Linked DNA regions of Mus musculus: regions 1, 2 and 4 are each linked to region 3. A link is a contact called in public promoter capture Hi-C data. All regions are on one chromosome and are shown on one strand. The core of a region is the stretch at or near the end of the contact, and the rest is flanking DNA. Distances in the headings are between cores, read along the strand shown. Region 1 holds the start of Acbd3 (acyl-Coenzyme A binding domain containing 3). Region 2 holds the start of Pycr2 (pyrroline-5-carboxylate reductase family, member 2). Region 3 holds the start of Sccpdh (saccharopine dehydrogenase (putative)). Region 4 holds the start of Mixl1 (Mix1 homeobox-like 1 (Xenopus laevis)).

Region 1 (5,163 bases), core at 1,773-4,272, 1.1 Mb after region 3:
TATGAAGCAGAGGATGACCTTAAACACTTCTTTCCCTTTCTCTCCTTTGTGCTAGGCTTTCAGCTATTTCCCGAAATGCCCAGCCTCTCTTCTGTCTAAAGAAGCCACACACACCTGCTATGGTGTTGCAGACAGAATGTCATGTCTAACCCCCATGTAATGACACTCTAATGTAGTGTTAGGGAAGCTCATATGGTTATCACCCTCATGAGCTAACCATCCTTAGAGGCCACAAAGAGCTTCTCCGTTCTTTCCACTGTGTGAAACTATTAACAAGAACATGGATGCATACAGACCAGAAAGTGGGCCCTTAACCAGTGTCGGGTGACAAAACCTTTCCTGGGGAGGTAACACACAGGTCTACTCACCCCAGATTGGGATCCCACAACAAACCAAAGCACAGATACCACCCAAATCCAACTTGGTGAACTATGAGTTTTATTGGAGTTGCTTATAGGAATATAGGTGAGGGGTTCTTACAGAGCAGAAATGACACTTGCATCTCTAAGGCTGACCCTAGCATGGGTGACAGCTCACAAGACTGGGAACCTGAAGCTCACTGCATAGGCTGCAGGCAGCTCAACAGTTAAAGAGGGTCCTTCCAGGTGCAGCAGTTGGTCTAAATGTCTTCCAGGCAGGGCTGCTGGTCTGCTTATTCCAGGCAGCTGATCTGGTCTCAAAGTCTCCTTCTTAGCTCAGCTCTCTTTTGATCTGAGGTGAATTACTCTGACCAGAGGGATCTATTGAATCTGGTCAGTTTCAGAAACTTCCTGAAGCTATTTTGAGTTGTTTGCCTCCCTGCTTAAGGAGCTTCCTGTAGGACAGACTGTTTTAATCTTAAGAGGAAGCTGCTACACACCAACCAGACTTCAAAACAACCAGTGTTTTGATCTTGAGCATCTCAGCTGTAATAACTGTCAGAAACAAAGAGCTGTTAGTTATAAACCACCCAGGCTGTGGTATGTAGTTAGAGTGCAGAAGCAGCCTAAGAGAAGTGACCAGACAGATAACTACAGCAATCAATCTTGTCATGTGACCCGTGATAACAGCTTGGACAGTCTCTGTCACATAAGACAGTAAATGGCTGTGAACTTAGGGCACATCTTAAAACCTGCATAACACCAGCTAATATCATTAACCACCAGCATTAGGCCCATAGCCAGTAGATTGCTTCATTTTAAGGTAAGCCAGAAACCTGATGATATGACATTAAAATTCCAGATTTTAACAGGCTACCAAACAGTTCAGATTTAAAGTAGATACCAATTGTTCTAGTCAACTCCAGGGACACACTCTACCCTGTGAGCTCCCCTTAGGGTAAGGGCTCTTGTATATTTTAATGTTGCACATAATGGTGGTCACATTTTATTAAAAACTACCAGCCAGCAAAGCCTTTCTGATTTTTTGTTTTGTTTTGTTTTGTTTTGTTTTGTTTTGTTTTGTTTTGTTTCAAGACAGGTTCCTCTGTGCAGCCCTGCTGTTCTGGAACTCATTTTATAGATCAGGCTGGCTTTGAACTCAAAGATCTGCCTGCCTCTGCCTCCCAAGCACTGGGATTACAGGTGTGCAATCCTCCCCAACTCCTTTACATTTTGCTTTACACACTACTGTACTTTGGGAATGGAATGCCCCCCAAAGGCCATGTATTGAAGTCTTGGGTCCCATGTTGACACTATACAGAGGTGACAGAAACTTCAAGATGGGTTAGTAGGCTCTCTGGTGATGTCACAGCCTCTTGAAACACATATTAACACATAGTTTCATGACTCCAGTGTTTTCAACAAACCAAGAGGAAACAGAAGCTAGGGAACCCGCTCACAGGTGCTGAGGCAGAAGGTACCTTCCAGCAGCCTGGCCATACTATTGTGCTCTGGCACGGACTCACCTCCTGGACCATGATGCCGAGGGGTAGGACACGACTACTGTCCTTTGTATTTTCCATAGTATATGATATACAAGGTAGTCCTTAAATCATGTTGAGCTGAACTGATACTGTATGTAATTGAAGTGTGCTTTCATCCATTCATTCAGCTCAATGAAAGAGCCCTAAGCTGGAGTGCTTGCCCAGTGTATGCATGAAAATCTTACAATTTTTCACTTTTAATGAATTGGAAGACTCTGCTACGGAACCAAAAATCCCAGAATACAGCACTCGAGAACAGAGGGAGGTGGGTTTCTATGAGTTTGAGGCTAGTCTGGTCTGACCTTCATAGTGACAGGACAGCCAGGGCTATGTAGCTTACAACCATGTCTCAAAAAAAACAAAAGCAAACAGAAAGGAGAGTGCTATGTACTCTGGCTGTTTCTCCTTAACTACCTCCTACTTTCTTATACCCGACACTGCAGAGATTCTGTCTTCTGGTCCTACACTTTCGTGGCATGGATAGCTGAATTGGCCTCATGCTGTCCTTATTGCTAGTCCTGATGGCTTGCACATGTAGTCAAAGCCCTCGGGAGATTAAGGCAGGAGGACCAAGGGCAACCTGAGCTAACGAGTGAGTTCAAAGTCAGCCTGAGCTACATAGCAAAAAATAAAATAGTCAACCGTTCCCTCCCTTAGGAGAACGAACATAAATTAAGGGAGAGGACAAACACTGCAGGGGACGAAAGCCTGATTTCTACTTTAAAATGAAGACGGCAGTTGCTCTGACCGTCTGGCAGTTGCAAGAGACTCCGTAACTGGCCTGCAACTTCCCAACAGCGACTCTGCACAGATGTCTCTGCAGTTGTCCCCTGCAGGGTCGGACGCGACCAGCAGCCACCCCCAACACCGCTGCTTGGGGTTCACCTCACACACCCCCGACCAACGCGGACCGCCACGAACCCCACGGGACGTCCCGGCTCCCTGGGACGGCCACGGCGGTGGGGTGAGCCTCTCTCCGAGAGGGGCGTGAGGTCCCCAGCAAGCCGAGGGCACGGGAGGGCGTGGCCCACACGCTCGGGGGCGGGGCACCCGGCGCTTTCAAACCCCAGCCGCCTTGGCGGCGGAAGTTCCGGTGTCGGCGAGCGGAGGTGAGAGGTCAGCAGGAAGTCGATACGTGGCCGCCGCCTGTCCCCGCCGAGGAGGCGCTGCGAGCGGAGATGGCGGCGCAGCTGAACGTAGAGCAGCTCGAGGTGTCGCTCGACGGTCTCACGCTGAGCCCGGACTCGGAGGAGAGGCCCGGCGCGGAGGGGGCCCCGCCGCAGACGCCGCCGTCCTCGGCCCCGGGGAATGGACTGGGCTCCGGCGCCTCGGGGCAGCAGCGGGAGCCCGGGGAGGCGGCGGCTGAGGGCGCGGCCGAGGAGGCGCGGCGGATGGAGCAGCACTGGGGCTTTGGCCTGGAGGAGCTTTACGGCCTGGCGCTGCGCTTCTACAAAAGTGAGCGGGTCACTCGCCCCTGCGGGACTGCGGGCCGGCCATGCCTGCCCCACCCACCCGAGCTAGGCCGGGGTGACCGGAGCGCCGGTCCGTCCTTGGTGGCACCGAGAGTTTGTCACTGCCGGTCCGGCCCCTGGTCACACCCCTGAGAGACCTAGAACCCTGGTTTAGCAGCCCGTGTCGCCTAGTTGCTGGGGCGTTCCACCTGGTTTAAGTTTTCTGGTTTCCACGAGCTAGAGTGGACAGGAGCGCGCGCTCCCCGGGGCTCCTATTCTGGGATGGATTTCGCCTTTTTGTTATGTATCGGTTTTTCACGGCTCACGACAACATCGAAGCGATTTTTAAAGAGAGAAAAAAAAACTATCTTAGTGGAAGAAAATTGTATTGGGTCCCACACATCCCTTTTCTAGCCTTGTAAACCGTGAGCGTGTGTGGGACATGATCATTAGGCGATAGGGATGTGGCGAAGGATGAAGTAAAATACTAAGTTCATTTATTCCCTTTTGCCTGAGTGAGTAAGTGATGGCCACTGTGTTCTAGTAACTTCTAAGTGGCTAGGAAATTCTACCATGGAAGTGAATGATGAAGACTAAAGCGCGAAGTTCTCGTTCTCTCTCTCTCTCTCTCTCTCTCTCTCTCTCTCTCTACTGTTTCTTAAAACAAAATTGTGATGTGCGGTGATTTCCTGCCTTTTTTCTTCTCTAGTTAATACTGGAGGTAACAGTCACAAGATTTGGTCAGTGGGAAAGAGCTTGACTCATAGTCTGATTCTTAAAGGCTATTTAGGTTCTTGCGTGGGAAAACAAAGCAAGATAAGGGCAAATGAAACTTTAAAGGGGTTGCTAGGTTCCACCTGCATTCTAGAACCCCATATTTATGACAAGCTTCCCAGAGTTAGGGCTTTCGGATTGCCTAGTTCACCAGCTAAAGTTGAGTTGTTCACTGTAGTGACCCGTGTGAAGGTAGTTTTATTTTTAAATCAACTTTCATTGTGCAAACTAGGTGAGATTCTATGAAACTTTCCAGAACAATAAATGGTTACTCTAAATTCATAGTATTTTAAAGTTTACCCTTGAGCTGTTCTTTGCCATGGCTGGAGGAGTTCAGCCTTTCCTGTGTGGTAATGAGTTTAGGATCACTTTAACTCTTGAGTCGCCGATTTGATTTTAGAGTTTGTCGTAAATAAATGCGAATCCACTGGTTTCTGTACAGTTCACATAGCAGTGCTTGCCCTTAAAAGTTAATTTTTGGAACTTGCATTTTAATAACATAAGCTGCAAGAAACAGGGACAAACCAACTTTAACTCTCTCTCTCTTTTTTATTTTTTAAGAATTTTTAATTTTTGTGAGTGAGTGAGTGTGTATGTATCAGTGTCAATGTGGGTCCCCCAGGAGACCAGAAGTGTTGGATCTCCTGGGGCTGGAGTCACAGGAAGTTCTGAACTGCCTGACTTGGGTATTGAGAATTGAACTAGGGTCCTTGGGAAGAGCATTGTGCATTCTTTACCAATGAGATATGGCTCCAGAGCCAGAAAGAACCAACTTCTATTCTAATCTTTGATTTTGCTGCATGGGAAACAAAGGGAGTGGAGAGGTATTTCATCTGAGCCCATCTATTTTGAAAATAGCAGTATCTTCGTAAAGAGAAGAAAACACTGAGATGGTGTCTCACACTTAATCCCAGAACTAGGCAGGCAGAGGCAGGTGGATCTCTGTGAATTCGAGGCCAGCCAGGCCAGCACAATTCTGGGACAGCCAAAGCTACATAGCAAGAGCCTGTCTTAAAACAACAGTTAACAAAAACC
Region 2 (5,200 bases), core at 51-2,550, 1.2 Mb after region 3:
CTGCAGATTGGCCATCTGCCTAGCCTGGGACACCTCAGTACTCTGTCCCATTGTCTGGTTCTTCCTAATTCTCAGAAGGGGCAGGCGTGTTACTTAAGGATAAGACAAGGGTGAAGGCCCTGAGGCACTGATAAAAATGATGCTGGGGGCGGAGAACCCGGGGAGAGGGGAGGGAGGAGGCTGAACTGGTTTTCCTATTGGCTGGGAGGTCCGGAAGGGAAGGGCTGGACGGTAGGGTCAGGGTGGGGCACTCCTGGAGGGTGTGTCCCAAATGGCTGGGTGGGAAGGTAGCTATTCATCTACCTCACTGTAGCAGAATACAAGAAAGCAGATAGTATGTATGTAGTTTCCAATTCTAGGAAGACTGGTAGGAAGGTCCATTGAGTTCAGGAACTTAAGTCTAGCCTGGGCAACAAAGCAAGAGATTCTGGCCAGAAAAAAAAAATCGTTCCACTTTAACTGTTTGGTTCGTCCATTAATGGAATAAATACACGTTAGAATCTTGTGTAAAATAACGTTTCGGTGGCGTTGGGAAACTGCTTATGATTGGTATACTATAGAAATGTATGTACTACACGCCTATAATCCCATCCCTCAAGAGGATGAGGCAGGAAGGTCACTAGTTCAAGAACAGCCTGGGCTACATAGTGAAACACTTTCCAAAAGTCAAACCCAACTTGTGGCTGTTCCTGAGCCCTCTGGTGCGTCTGGACATGTTTCGAGAAATCTTTCTGGGAATAAACAATACAATTCTAATGGAAGAGAGGAGATGTCACTGGTGATTCGGGACAGCTCCTGAAAAGCTTCGATGCTGGGTCTCTTTGTATACTCTAAAACCACAAGGTGGGGTGGACAAACAAGCAGTCATTTCTCACTGTCTCAGCTGTTTCTCCAGGTCGCCCTGTTCCGGGTAGCAAGAGAAGTCATGCTTGGCCAACAGGCCGTGCAAGCAGTGCTTTAAGGAAATCACTAAATAAATCAACAAATCATGATCTAGTAATTCGTCTTTTCTACCTAGTTCTACTTCGGAAGGAGCATGCCGAAGCTGGCTAGCTGTAGCCTGGTGTCCATGAGGGGTACATCTCTAATAGGCGTTTTGGAGATCTCACTCCTGAACCAGAGTTAGAAACCAACTCTTCTAACCAGGAATTACCAGTGTCCCAGGCAGGGCCAAGCAGACCCGCACCAGCGGAGCTAACAGGTTCCACCCGCTGCGCGATCAGGAGGCGGGCGCACGGCCTGACGGCGATGCCGATTGGTCCGCCCCAGACCCGAGCCTCGGATTGGTTGCCTTGGACACGTGGCCAACCGGAGGCTGCGTATTTGGCGGTGGATGCTCTGGGATACTTGGGGCCTCTCTAGCAGTTCATCTGGTGCATCCCGGTTTGAAAGCTGTTCCGAGCAATTCGGGTCCATCTTTTTCCACGCGCGGACACTGACCCCGGGATCCCCAGAGTCCCCGGATCGGCGCTCGCCGGGATCCTGCGGCCATGAGCGTGGGTTTCATCGGCGCAGGCCAGCTGGCCTGTGCTCTGGCGCGGGGCTTCACGGCCGCGGGTGAGCGCGTGGTCAGCCTTCCCTCTCACCAGAGTGAACGAGTGAGTGAGTGGGTGGGTGGGCGATGAGTGAATGTGAATGGATGGTAGATTTGCATCCATCTGCTGGGAGCATAGCGTCGGAGGCCGGCACTGCTAGAGCTGCTGTTGGCTTCCATTGATGGACTGCATGATTGGGCCATGATCTACAGTTGAAAAACTTTGTTTTCTGTAGGCGTCCTGTCGGCTCACAAGATAATAGCCAGCTCCCCGGATATGGACCTGCCCACGGTGTCTGCGCTCAGGGTAGGCTAGGAGGGATGGAGGGAAGTGGGCAAGAGGAAGAGGCCCAGGAAAAGCGTGTCCGGAGATGCCCTGAGTCTGGCAGGCTCCGACTCTCCTTTAGGGAAGTCATCATTGTAAGCCCTGCACCTTCTCTGAGGCAGCCTTGTGTGGTGGGAGCTCCCAGGCAAAGTTAGTGTCGGATCCTACTGGGGTGAAAGTAGGCATATAAGAAAGGTTCTTTTTGGGCTGGTGAGATGGCTCAGCGGGTAAGAGCACAGACTGTTCTTCCGAAGGTCCTGAGTTCAATCCAGCAACCATATGGTGGCTCACAGCCATCCCTTAACAAAATCTGATGCCCTTTTCTGGAGTGTCTGAAGACAGCTACAGTGTACTTACATATAATAAATAAATAATTCTTTAAAAAAAAAGGTTCTTTTTGTTAGTCTGCTTTGAATTTCACTGCATAGCCCGTGTTGGCTTCTAAGTCTGGAAAATTCTGCTTACCGATGTTGTAAATGACAGCGTTGCTAGGGGACTTGGTGAGTTACGTAGTTTCTTTATTCAATAAAGCTTAATGTCCCAAGTCTTCTAACATCTGGCCAATGTGGGACAGGTGAGCAGATGAAGCACTGTGGATACTGTTTGTGCCTAGTATAGGCTTATGTCCCCAACGCTGTAGGACCCCAGCTATGCACCTCAGAGCCCTAGAGGGGGCCCCGTGGAGACTTGTTACTCCGGTAAACAGCTGTGAGGTTGGGAGTGGGCTTTGCAGCTCTGCTTCCAGACTCTGGGTGCTCAGCTCTTTCCATCAGTTCTCTCTCACCTGGCAGAGAGGTTCGAGATTGCTGGGGTTGAGGGGACAGCCACTTTCCTGGCCATGGTGGAGCAGCTTACCATTTTGTACCTATTTGTCCGGTGGCAGGAAAGGAAAGCTGCCATTTGGGGATAGTCACGGAGCCCTGAAGGCACAGAACAGAGTGTTGGCTACAGTTGACAGAGAGGGTCTGCTATTCTATGGGTGGCACGGGCTCAGCCATATTACCTAGCATTACGGACAGGGTCCCCTACTCCTTACTGCAGAGGATGGGTGTGAATCTGACCCGAAGCAATAAGGACACTGTGCGGCACAGCGACGTCCTGTTCCTGGCTGTGAAGCCCCACATCATCCCCTTCATCCTGGATGAGATTGGAGCCGACGTGCAGGAGAGGCACATCGTGGTCTCCTGTGCAGCCGGGGTCACCATCAGTTCTGTGGAGAAGGTGCTGTTGCCCCGGTGCCCATTGTGTGAGAGGAGGGGTGGCCTGGGAGTGGCTCAGATCCGAGGGAGCTATGTCCTGGACACTCAGTTGGCTTGCTCTCCTCCTCTAGAAGCTGATGGCTTTCCAGCCGGCCCCCAAAGTGATCCGCTGCATGACCAACACGCCCGTGGTGGTCCGAGAGGGGGCCACCGTGTATGCCACGGGCACCCATGCTCTGGTGGAAGACGGCAAGCTTTTGGAGCAGCTGATGAGCAGTGTGGGCTTCTGCACAGAGGTGGAGGAAGACCTCATTGATGCTATCACCGGGCTCAGCGGCAGCGGGCCTGCCTATGTGAGTGGTTCTCACTTGCCCACTGGCTTGCATGCATCCTGGGCAGCAGGAGGGGCTGGCGGAAGAGAGGGCAGCCGGCACATCTCTTGGACATGGCTGGCTGGTGGAAGGAGCTGACCTTCAGGATTGGTCCCAGTCACCTGAGAAAGCCGCCTGTGGTGTGTGGGTGCGCGGATGCTTGGTTCCTGTGTTCAGAGAATATCTCCACAGGCATTCATGGCCCTGGACGCCCTGGCAGATGGTGGGGTGAAGATGGGCGTGCCGCGGCGCCTGGCGGTCAGACTGGGAGCTCAGGCGTTGCTGGTTAGTGTCTTTGCGCGGTTGGTGGTTGGTTTTAGGGTTGTGTTTTGGGGGAGGGGCACCGAGCTGGGCCTGGGTTGAGTCTAATGCTGCTTTGTATCTCAGGGAGCAGCTAAGATGCTGCTGGACTCAGAGGACCATCCAGGCCAGCTCAAGGACAACGTCTGCTCCCCTGGGGGGGCCACCATCCATGCCCTGCACTTCCTGGAGAGTGGGGGCTTCCGCTCTCTGCTCATCAATGCGGTTGAGGCCTCCTGTATCCGAACCAGGTGCGCGTTCTCGCTCTCCCCTGTCTGAGTTCTTCCGTTGGTGTTACTCTTGAAGATTTCATGAGCGCGGTCAGAGTCTGTGCTCTGTTGATAACCACAGTTTTAAGCTTCCTTTAACCAAGGGTTTGCTAACCTTTCTCTACTTAGTTCTTAGCGCACTTCTGATGGCTATGATTAACTTTGTTTATGTAGATGGGTACATTCGAGATCAAACAGTTAAATGATGGAGATGGGATTCAACTGCTGACTGGCTTCAAATTCTATAACTTCCCCTAGTTTTTTTTTTTTTTTTTTTCTTGTGTGGTCACCGATATCACTGGAACACTGTACCTAGCTTGGATCGCACCGGGGGACTGGGATATCCCCTGTTAGTTATTTGACTCTTAAGAAGCTTGGAGCTTCTCTGGTTTGGGATTCTGAGTCTTGGTGGCGTCGGGTTGAGAGTCTGGGTCTGTATAGCTGGGGAAGGCGCAAAGCTCTGGCTCCGAGGTTTATCATCTTCCTGGTGGGGCTTTGTTTACAGAGAACTGCAGTCCATGGCTGACCAAGAAAAGGTGTCTCCTGCTGCCCTTAAGAAGACCCTTCTGGACAGAGTGAAGCTGGAGTCACCCACGGTGTCCACGCTGGCCCCACCCAGCTCAGGGAAACTCCTTACAAGAAACCCCGCCCAGGGAAGCAAGAAGGAGTGAGGAGGACTCTGTAGGGTGTCCCTGTCCCCTGTAGTACAGGGAGGGGCAGGCTCAGGTCTGGGGGTGAAGCTGCTTACATCTGTTCACCTGGTGCCACCGAGTCCTTCTCCTGTCCCGTGGCAGAAGGTGCTCTGAAGAGGCGGCTGATGCCAGAAGTCAGCATGCCTCTCTGAGAGAGGTGGAGGCCTTAGAGTTAGCATCCCCCTCAGCGGAAGTCTGTGGAGAGCTTTAGTTAGATCCGAGGCTGCTTCAGATTGATCTCCAGGTGAGGTGAGAGGAAACGGGAATCCTCTGAATTAAAAACACGCAAAGAAGCCTGTGTCTTGGTGTTGCAGGTGGAAGTGTGGGGAGTCATCCTGTGACCTCTTGCTTAACTCTTCTGGACAGGTGACCCATTAGAAGGTGATGTTCAGGGCTGCTTTAATAAAGATCTTATTTATTTTTGAGTTCTAGTCTCACTGTGTAGCCCAGGCTGACCTCAACTTGTGGCAATGCTCTTGCCTCTGCCTCTTTTCTCCTCCTCCTTCTCCT
Region 3 (5,173 bases), core at 1,136-3,635:
AGACATCTCCCCAGACACTACGTGCCTGCAGTTTTCATTTGGACCAGCGTGGTGCCAACCATGTTACCAGCTTTGTCTTCCTTTATTTTTACTTTCTGTTACAGTCAGACAATAACCAGCTTTGATGGCTCAGCCATTAAAGGCTAGGCTCACAATCAAAAATATATCTATAGCACACTATAGCTTTGATGTTGAATGTCCACTACAGGCCCACGTAGTAGGCATGTGTAGAACTTTCAGAATCTTTTTTTTTCTTTATTCCCAGGACAGGGTTTCTTGTACAGCCCTGGCTGTCCTGGAACTCACTCTAAACCAGGCTGGCCTCAAGCTCACAGAGATCTGCTTGCCTCTGGTTCCCGAGTGCTGGGATTATAACCATGTGTCACAAAACAGTCTGGCCTCAGCCTTGGTGTGTGAAGTATCTCTTTTGCGGGTTGGAGTCTTTGTGTTAGGTCTGGACCCTGAGGTTCTGGGAAACTGCAGTTTAGAGGTAGTGGAAGCTTTGGTGGGGGCTAATATGAAGTCCTTAAATCACTGGGGAGATGCCTACAGGGGAGAATGTAGGAGCCATCAGCCCCTTCTACTTTTGTTTCATGGCCATGAAAAGAGTAGTTTGTGGGGGCTGGAGAGATGGCTCAGTGGTTAAGGGCTACTGGTTGTTCTTCCAAAGGACCCAGGTTCAATTCCCAGCACCCACATGGCAGCTCACAACTGTCTGTAACTCCAGCACCTGATCCTCTCACACCAATGCACATAAGAGTAATTTTCTCTGCCTTGAAGTCCAGTCACCGGCATCCAGAAAGACTACCAGAGGCCCAGAGACCCAAAGCAACAGGCACATCTGACTAAAGACTGAAAATACACAAACTGCAAACCTAAGCAAACTTCTTCTTCTTTGCAAGTTAATTTATCAGATATTTTCTTTTTGTTTGGTTTTGTGTGTGTGTGTTTTGCCTGTGTGTACTTCTGTGCATCATGTAAGTACCCGGTACCAGAGGAAGCCAGAAGAGAGTACCAGATCCCCTGGAACTGGAGTTACAGAAGGCTGTAAGTTGCCTTGTGGGTGCTAGGAATCGAACCTGAGTTCTCTGGAAGAGCATCTAGTGTGCTTAACTGTGGAGCCATCTCTTCATTCCCCAAGAATTTCTTGATCGTGAGAGAAAACCAACTAGAGCATTAAAAACAAAACAAAACAAAACAACAACAACAAAAAACAGCAGGGGAAGCTGGTCCAGTGCTCAGGAGGCAGAGGCTGGTGGATCTGAGCTGGAGGCTGGCCTAGTCTACCAAGAGAGTCCCAGGACAGCCACCAGAGTTAACAAAGAGAAACACTGTCTCAAAAAAACAAAAGAAAAGGAGTGGGGTGGGAAGTGGGGTGGAAGGCTTGTAATTCAAAGACTCAGGAGACTGACACTGGAGGACCCAGATTCTGAGGCCACAGAGAAGCTGTCTGGAAACAAAAGCAACAACAAAACTTTAAGCAAGCTTAAGACAAAGGAAAACAAACAAACAAACAACGCTCAACAATAATCAGCAATTTGGGCAGCCCTGAAAACCAGAGCTGGGTCTAAGAAATCCAGAACGGAATTCAAGTCAAGTGATATTTACAGAAAAAAAAAAAAAAAATCACTAAGGCAAATGAGAGGCTTCATGGGATAGTGGTCATCTAAATACCCTGGCCTAGCTGCTGTACCCACCCCCATGGACATTCTGCTTTCTACAATAAGTCTCAACGAACACGATTAGGTTTGGTCTGTAGCAGCTCCGAGAATAGCTCAGTAGGCACAAGTGCTTACTGCTGATCCTGACATTTGATCCCTAGACTAGTTGTCCCCTGGCTCCTGTGGCACGGGCGTGTGCACAGACAAGACATACAGACGCATAAACAAACTTAAAAATAATTTAAAAAATTTTTTTAAAGGAAGCCTAGCCCAAAGCAATGGTCTCTGACACCATCAGAAAGGCTGGATGACAGACAGTCAGTCCAATGCTCTCAGCTCGGGTCACCAGCGTTCCTTATTGCTAATAAGCTTCTCCTCCGCCACCGACTTCCAAGCTCCAGTTCTCGGCGTGGGCGACCCCCCGGCCGTCTCTTTTCGCAATCCCCCCAGAGAAGCGGGAAGAACCGGCCCGCCCTGGTTCTGCTTCAGGGGAACCAAGAGGACGCGATGATTCGGGTGGCCAGATTGATGCGGGTAGCCGGGCGGCGGGCAGCAATGGGCCGTCGGCCGCTCCTGTCAGCCACCGAAGCGGACGTGCAGCCCGAGCCGGATGTGGCGGCGCGGCACCGGCCGGTGGCCCGGGATGCGGCGCAGCAGCTTGGTCGCGAGGAGGCGTGGGCGTGGCTGTGGGCGTGGCCCGCGCGTGGGCCGAAGGGAGCCGGGCGCTGTAGCCGCGCCGACGGCGGCCAGGACAGCGGCGGTTGCTGCGCCCGGTACTGGGGTCCCGGCCTGAGGCGCAGGCGCGGTGGACTCAGCCCGCCCCGGGCTGCAGCTCGCTGTGGACTCGTCATGGCGACGGAGCAGAGGCCTTTCCACCTGGTGGTGTTCGGCGCCTCTGGCTTCACCGGCCAGTTCGTGACGGAGGAGGTGGCCCGGGAGCAGATAGCCTCGGAGCAGAGCTCCCGCCTGCCCTGGGCCGTGGCGGGTCGCTCCAAGGAGAAGCTGCAGCAAGTGCTGGAGAAGGCTGCCCAGAAACTGGGTAACACGGCGGGGTCGCCGGGGTGGGCAGGGCCGGGCCGGGCTGGGCGCAGGTCGCCGAGGGGCGTCTCCCTAGCGTGCGCCTGCATCGAGCCCTGCGGGAGGACCGGACGCCTCGCCTGGCCGAGCCGGGCCGGGCCTTGTTCCGCTCCTAAATTAAAGGAAAAAAAGAAGAAAAGGCTTTTCTCTCCCTCCCAATTTGGGGATCTCCACTGTCGAGAGAGAGTTCAGAACTTCAGTGGCTCCTCTGTCCATCTCTGTTGTTCTGATGGGTTTGAAGGGTTCTTGTACTTGTGGGAAAGGGAAATAAGACACGGATTTCTTGGAGGTCCATTGTAGTTTGTCTCTTGGGGACAATTAAGAAAGCTGAGTTGTACTAGCAATATTATAGTGCACCTATTTTTGTGGCTTGGTGATACGGATTTAGCTCAGCACTTCTGAACGTGGTAAGCATATACACCGTGCTTCTGAGTTACCCCGCTAGCTGCTTGCTTTTTTGTGTGTGTGTGTTTTTCTGGTTTTCAGTTTGTGTTTTTGCTTGTCGAAATCCGCCTGCAGTTCTCACTTTAATTGCTTGAGGCAGTGTGGGCTGACCTGGACATACTGATGCCCTTGCCTCTTCGCACCCCCACCCTCCACTCCAGTCGTCTTATTCTTAATAAAAATGTGGGAATTTTTTTTTTCTTTTTAAGTTTTGGATGTTTACTTATTCTTTCAGCTTCTAGTCAACATGTTGATTGAGTAGTATTTTCCATGCTAGGCCTTGTCCTAAGTGTTGTGATGCACACATGGGAGTGAGGAGGGACACGTGGGTGCTCTTGCGTGTACACACACACACACACACACACACCCAACCTTTTTGCTTTGGGGAAGCACCCGACTTAGAACCCCATAGCCTTGGAGTTTGGCAACTAAATCTCCACCCAGGACAAGTCATACTTGTTCTTCATTCTTTCTATTCAGTTTTATGGTTCCACACTGAGCCTTGTCAGGGCAAGGGAACACAGCCTTTTGTTTTGTGCTGCCATTGCTAACACACAGAACCTTGACAGAGAAGTTTTGGACATTTATTGTTTTCTGGAAAACAGGCCATTATTAAAATACATTGTTCCTTTTATTTTCCCTCAGTGAGAGTATAGCAGTGGTTCTCAGAGACCTGTGGATTGCAGACCCCTTGAAGGTCGAATGACTGTTTCATAGGGGTTGTCTAAGATCATCGGAAAACACAGATGCTTAGATTATGATTGACAACAGTAACAAAATTACAGCTATACATTAGTAACGAAAATAATTTTTATGGTTGGGGTCACTACAACATGAGGAACTGGATTAAAGGGTCACAGCACTAGGAAGGCAGAGAACCACTGCTGTATAATTATAACCTAATTCCTTACCATCTACATTGCCCAAATTAGGCAGCTTTGCAGAGAGTGCCTTAATCAGTGGAGACTTGCATGGCTCTATTGGGTCAATTAGTTCCAGTTATTTCCTTATAAGCTTGGATGATTTTATATAGGCTGGACTACTTAAAAATGAAATCACGGGTCTGGCGAGGTGTCCCAGCAGTTAGAACATGTACTGCTCTTGCTGAGGATCCCAGCAGCTGCATTGGGTGACTGACAGCCCCATGGAACTCCAGCTTGAGGGAATATCTGCTACCTCTGGTCTCCTTGGGCACCTGCACTGACGTGCGTATGTGCACACACACAATTTAGTAAAATAATTCTTTAAAACTACTAAAAAGTGCATTGGCCTCCAAGTCCTCTTTAATTCTCATGGTGCCGAGTGCTGACGGCCTCGGCCTCCTCTCTATAATTGGGTCAGATATAGTTGTTTAGGAGCTGTTTTTGTAATAGAGACATCTTGATGGAAAGGAAGTCAGAACAGGCATCTACTCAGCATATTAACAGATTATAAAGGTTTCATGGTTGAAAGTCTTCAGTGTAAGGTTGCCATCACTGACCACTATAGGCAGGTGATCTAGGAGGTCTCACGTTGACTTGGACTTGAATGACGTGATTCTGTTTTTTAACGTTAGGAAGACCATCACTATCATCTGAAGTTGGAGTCATAATCTGTGATATCAGTAATCCAGCCTCACTTGATGAAATGGCTAAACAGGCAAAGCTTGTCCTCAACTGCGTAGGACCGGTAAGTAGTCGGCCTTTCTTTGTATCAGAACAAACAGTCCATTCATTCCTAACAAAATCTGGTATTTTACAGTCCAGAGGGACACACGGGTGGAGGGCAGATGGCAGATTGAAGGCCTTCCCTCCACAGGGAAGTCTTTCCATTGATATGATAGTCTTCCAAAGTAGTGACAGGTCTTTGAGACCCTATTCAGAGAATGTGCTGATTGGCACCCCTTACCCTGTGTCCCCCTCTCTAATGTAAAAATAAAATAAAAGTTTGATGAGCTAGAAAGATGGTTCAGTGGGTAAAGGCATTTGCCCTGCAACCCGACAAGTTTTGTT
Region 4 (5,523 bases), core at 1,068-3,567, 1.0 Mb after region 3:
AACCAGATGTGCAGACGCCTCCTCCAGTCATGCTGGGATCCGGAACGTGGTTCACATCTGCCTCCAGGGGCAGCTGAGGCTTCAAACACCTAGCTTCAGTCCCAGGAGCAGGGCAATGGAGGAAAACTCCCCGCCTTGAGGATAAGGGCTGAAATGACTTCCCACTCTGGCGCCTGGACTTGGCCCGTCGGTTCTGGAACCACACCTGGGGGACAAGAGGAGAAAAAAACTGTTCAGCTGCTTCCGGTTGGGGTTTTTATTGTTAGTTTGTTTGGGGGTTTGCTTGAGATAGCTTCTCTAGCCAGTGCTGACCTCAACCTCGGGTTGTAGCCAAGGAGAACCTTGACCTTGAATTTATGATTCTCCTTCCTCCACTCCAGAGCTGGGGTTACAGGCTGCACCACCACGAGTGGTTTGCGTGGTACCTGAGGATGGAACCCAGGGTTTCGTGCATGCTAGGCAAGCACTCTACCGATAAAACTGCATATTAGCCTTGACTCTCTGCTCAAAGTCTGGGGCTTACAGAAAGCACTTGAACCAATGGTTTGATGTTCAGAGCTCCAAACCTTCTCAGTCATCATTCTCAGATGCAAAGCTGGAATGCTGTCTGGTTCTGTCTACACTTGCTATACTTGGTTGTTTGTCTGCTTTTCATTTTACACATTAAAAAAAAAAAGAAAGAAAGAAAGCCGGGCGTGGTGGCGCACGCCTTTAATCCCAGCACTCGGGAGGCAGAGGCAGGCGGATTTCTGAGTTCGAGGCCAGCCTGGTCTACAAAGTGAGTTCCAGGACAGCCAGGGCTATACAGAGAAACCCTGTCTCGAAAAACCAAAAAAAAAAAAAAAAAAAAAAAGACGGTCTCAGCCTGGTGGTGGTAGCATACCCCTTCAATCCCAGTAGGTATTTTTCCTCCGTGAAGCTCGTTTCTGTGTGTAAATGTCTTTACTATTTCCCCACAAACGTGTTCTGCATAGGAAGCCCAGGGTGACAACTGCTGAAAGTGACAGTTGAAGCCAGGAGATAGTGGCACACCCCCTTAATCCTAGACAAAGGAGGCACATCTTTGATTTCAAGGCCAGCCTGGTCTCCAGAGCAAATTCCCGGACAGCCAGGGCTACCCAGAGAAACCCTGACTGGAGGGGGTAAAAAAGTGACAGTTGAGTAGTCACCCTAAGTCCAGGAAAAAAATAAACACTAAATGTCCACCCTCCTGAGGCAAGCGTCTAAACTGGGTGTTGGGGAACCTACCTGTAATCCAAGCACCCAGGAAGCTGAGGCAGAAGGATTGTGAATTGAAGTCCAGCTTGGACTACGCAGCATGAACTTGTCTCAGTCACACACACACACACACACACACACACACACACACACACACACACACACAGAGAGAGAGAGAGAGAGAGAGAGAGAGAGAGAGAGAGAGAGAGAGCAAGAGAGAGAGAGAGAGGCTTCTCCCTATCATCTCCAAAACTCTGATCTAAATGATCGACCTCAGACAATAAACTCACTTTGCAATATTTTTTCAAAGTGACAAGAAGTTCTTGCTTGTTTTGAAGGTGATCCAACCCTGCTCTGCTACTTAGAATCAAAGCCAGAGGAAGGCTTGTCTCTCTCTCTCTGTCTCTCTGTCTGTCTCTCTGTCTCTGTCTCTCTCTCTCTCCTTACTGGACGCTGGGAAAGAGTGCAATGACTACCTTCCTGCTGGGACCTTTCAATGGGTCCGCAAGCCCCTTAGCTGCCCAGATCAATCACATGGTAACGCGGCCTTAACTGACATCCCAGTTTGCAGTCTAGAACCATGAGGTTCAAAGAGAGTAACTTTTCCCCCACAGAATAAATGGCCCAACAAGCCTGTGACTTCCCAGCACCTCCACTGGAACGCGCAGCTGCGACCGCGACTCACCTGGATCCTGGACTCGGGTAGCAGCGTGAGCGCAGCCAGGCGCTCCCGCAAGTGGATGTCTGGGTACATGGTCTGTCGGAAGACGAGCTCCAGCAACTGCAGCTGCTCCGAGCTGAACGACGTGCGCTTGCGGCGCTGTGGCGCCGACGGGGCGGCCGAGCCTTTGGAGGGTCCGGGCGGATCCAGGCCGGCGGGGGTCTGCGCTGTGGGACTGGAGTCGCGGTTTGGAAAGCACTGCGTGGCTGCTGGGGCGCGAGAGTCGTGGGGCGCCGCGGGCAGCCCAGAGGCTGGGCGCATGGCTGGGAGCAGCTGCCCTCCGGGATGCGCGGCGGGGAAGATGGGGAAAGCGGCGCCTTCTGCGAACTGGAGCTGCTGGGACCCTGCTGCGGCCATGACTCCCGGACGCTTCCCTGTACCCCCGCGCGCCTGCAGTTATAGCGGCCCGGAGCCGGGGAGGGGGCGGCGGCGCCATCAAAGGCGTGGGTGCAGGGAAGCCGCGTCTCGTCTCCTCGGGGTGCGAGCCCGCCCCAGCCCCGCCAGACGCCGCGGGAATAATCGCTTCCGCTGACCCGGGGACGGAATGAGGGAGGCGCGAACTTGAGTCCGGGCCGCTCCGTCCCTTCTCCGCCCATCCGCCAGCCAGTCCAACCACCAATCCACATACCTCGAACCGCTTTGCCCCGGTGGGGTCGCCCCAAGTGCAGGCCGGACTTGGACAGAACCCCCTCTTCTGGGCCAGAAGACCTCTCAAGAGCGCCTGAATCTCTTGGGGGCTTGGTTCGTAGGTCCCCCGCGCTGTGCCTGGCCCGCTGTCCGCCTGTCACCATCAAAGGCGCTATTTACCACCCCTGCTATGTGCTAGACCTTACTCCAGGTTGGTTAAACAGCCTAGCCCTGCCCTCGGCAAACCACCCTGACACATCCTGAATCCAAGGGGGGGTGAAGATAAAGAGATCTCAAAGGGGACAGGCACACATCCTGAACAGTGACGCTGCTCCTGCCTAGAGTATCTGTGACCTGTCAACAAGAATGCTGTAAATTGGACGGGCTGAAGTTGTACGGGGTTAGCGCTCCTAAAGAATCCCAACAGTGCTCAGAACCCGAGAAGTTTCTGCTCCCTCTGATGCCACTCCTTGAAGTTTCTGCTCCCTCTGATGCCATTACTATTTCCTTTGTCCCCTGGGGTTCATTTGAGGTTCCTGGTTTGTTTTATGCGGATTTGTAGTTTAGTTGTGACTTCTATATCTGCTTCCCCTAGTGCACACATGCATTCATTTATTCATATAAGTCTCTCCCCACCTCCTTACCCTCTGGTCCTGAGAATAGGACCCAGTGACTGGAAAATCCTAAGCAAGACCCTCAGGGAACATCTGTTGAGACAGAAGCCAAGTTGCTTCATAGAGAAATCAGAGGCATGCAGCACTATAGCAGAAGGGTGCAGAGGCAGGCAGGGCAAGGAGCACGGCTTGCAAGGCCTCAAAGGGGCTCCCTGCAGAGGAAGGGGTATTCCACAGCCCAGCCCAGGACCTGTTCCTGCAACGTCTTCAATGCTAATGGGAAGTATCATAGGAGAAAGTATATGTGCTGGCCATGAGTGCATCCTGTCTACTAATACGCATGTGAGCCCCCAAAGAAGCCAAAAGAGGGAAGTGGGTTGTAAGCTGCCTGACACAGTGCTGGGAAGTAATGGGTTGTAAGCCACCTGATACAGTGCTGAGAACTGACCCTCTGGAAGAGCAGCAAGTGGCCATATCTTTACTATGGGCAATTATCCCAAGTGTCAAAGCACAGAGTGATCGGCAAGTTCTAGGCTTGACCTGTCCACCAGCTGGGGAGTCGTGGGAAGTGTCCTGGCCTCCTGCTTTATGCGGATGCTAAGACTCCCCAGGCCTGCTTTTCCATCTGATCCCTTCCCCTCAAACACACACACACACACACACACACACACACACACACACACACACACCTCCAACCCCTCTCCCTTTCTTTCTTCTTCTATTTCTTTGACAGTTTTTCAGTTTCACAGTGTATGGAATGGAAAAATCAGAATTTGATTTTTCTATGCTTTTATTTTTCTACTCCTACCCCGTACATATATCAGGGTCTCGTGTATACCAGGCTAGCCTCACACTCTCTATGTAGCCAAGGATGGACTTCCAGGATGCAAAGCTCTCTTTACAGACATTCCACACAATGCCTGATTTTATGCAATGCTGGGGCTCAAACAAGGCCTTGTAAATGCTGGACAAGCACTGGAAGGGCTATGCTACATCTTCTGCCATTTGTTCATCAATTCAGAGACTGGGTCTCACGAGATAGCCCAGGCTGGCCTTGAACTTGAGATCTACCTGTCTCAGCCTCTTGAACATGAAAGTTCACACCTACTTTTATTCTTCTCTTTTTTTCTGTGATGCTGAGGCTCAAACCCAGGGCTTTATCTCTGAATTATACACCCAACCTGTCACTCAGTTTTATAATCCATTATTAAAAATGAATTATTTGAAAACAAAATAAAATGTTATGGCTGTGCTTATGTATGTTCTTATATAGTAGGTGTGTGTGTGTGTGTGTGTGTGTGTGTGTGTGTGTGTGTGGTGGATGTGTGATGTGTGGTGTGTGTTCCCATTTTACTCTCCAAGAAATACACTACAATCCAGATCAAAGCCCAAAGACCTGGACAGGTGCTGTGCCAAGCGGATCTCCAGATATGACTCTGTGGGAACACTGGGTTCCAGTCATCTTGGGAAGAGAGGTGGCCTGGTCTCTGCCACCTAGGAGCTTCAGTGGCTGCTGCACTGCTGTCCCTGAAGGGATCAGGAAACCAGCCTGAGAAGACACCAGAGTCTGTGACTACTGCTCCCAGAAGGAGTTTGTCAGTGACAGCCGAGCCTCCCAGAGACTCAGCTGGGTTCTGAGCTATAGGAATTCTTCAACCTGCTACGTGGAAATCCTCCCGGGTCCTTTGTCCATCACTGTCCTCTGCCACCTTCTGTCTGCCCCAGAAGAACCCTACAGGGCAGGGAAACGGACTGAGGGAAATAATGGCAGGCTGTGTACACAGCTGGGGCTGTGTGTGGCCAGAAATCATAGTGCAATTTGTGATCTGAGAATCCTCTAATCCAACCAACAGGCATCATTTTTAAAAACCATTTCCTTCAGATTTGTCCCATATTGTAATATGTATTGAACAAGAGCTCAGAAACTCTCATCCTCTCTTCCTTTTGCCCTAAATTTAGCTTTTCTTATTCTACCCCCTCTCTGTCTCTATATCTCTGTCTGTTTGTGGGTCTCTTCCTCCACCCCATCTGTGTGTGTGTGTGTGTGTGTGTGTGTGTGTGTGTGTGTGTGTATGCGTGTGTACACTTGGGAATATGCACACATGAGTTGTCAGAGCACTGTTTGTGGGAAATGGTTCTCTCCACCTGCTATGTGAGTCCAGAGATTGAACTCAGTCCATCAGCTTGGCAGCAAGCACCTTTACTGGCTGAGTTTCCTGCTAGCTCTGAATTGAGATTTTTCTTGCATGTGCTTGGATGTATCCTTGTCCAGCTACAGAGAAGACTCAGGTTGGAACTGGAAGTGATAGAAAGAAAAACTCTTAGCCAGGCATGGTGGTGCAT

What was found. Promoter capture Hi-C pulls out the DNA fragments that hold promoters and counts their contacts.
Region 1: a promoter capture Hi-C map of hippocampal neurons shows a contact between it and region 3, with 2.8 times the contacts expected there. The contact joins the promoter of Acbd3 here to the promoter of Sccpdh in region 3. A contact is called at or near these places in 4 of 39 promoter capture datasets (hippocampal neurons, liver, pre-B cells and 1 more).
Region 2: a contact with region 3 is called in a promoter capture Hi-C map of liver, with 2.4 times the contacts expected there. The contact joins the promoter of Pycr2 here to the promoter of Sccpdh in region 3. A contact is called at or near these places in 2 of 39 promoter capture datasets (liver and pre-B cells).
Region 4: a contact with region 3 is called in a promoter capture Hi-C map of hematopoietic stem and progenitor cells, with 4 times the contacts expected there. The contact joins the promoter of Mixl1 here to the promoter of Sccpdh in region 3. A contact is called at or near these places in 5 of 39 promoter capture datasets (cranial neural crest, hematopoietic stem and progenitor cells, hippocampal neurons and 2 more).

Annotation. Positions count from the first base shown.
Region 1 is chr1:180,723,021-180,728,183 of GRCm38.p6, forward strand. Acbd3 (acyl-Coenzyme A binding domain containing 3) reads left to right here and starts at 3,023. Exons shown (of 8, transcript NM_133225.3): 1 at 3,023-3,358. The coding sequence starts at 3,082.
Region 2 is chr1:180,902,974-180,908,173 of GRCm38.p6, forward strand. It overlaps Pycr2 (pyrroline-5-carboxylate reductase family, member 2), which reads left to right and starts at 1,301. Exons shown (of 7, transcript NM_133705.2): 1 at 1,301-1,557; 2 at 1,771-1,841; 3 at 2,901-3,080; 4 at 3,190-3,411; 5 at 3,622-3,714; 6 at 3,817-3,980; 7 at 4,504-5,115. The coding sequence starts at 1,491. The coding sequence ends at 4,669.
Region 3 is chr1:179,665,846-179,671,018 of GRCm38.p6, forward strand. It overlaps Sccpdh (saccharopine dehydrogenase (putative)), which reads left to right and starts at 2,386. Exons shown (of 12, transcript NM_178653.3): 1 at 2,386-2,700; 2 at 4,738-4,850. The coding sequence starts at 2,511.
Region 4 is chr1:180,694,717-180,700,239 of GRCm38.p6, forward strand. It overlaps Mixl1 (Mix1 homeobox-like 1 (Xenopus laevis)), which reads right to left and starts at 2,318. Exons shown (of 2, transcript NM_013729.3): 1 at 1,904-2,318; 2 at 1-205. The coding sequence starts at 2,296.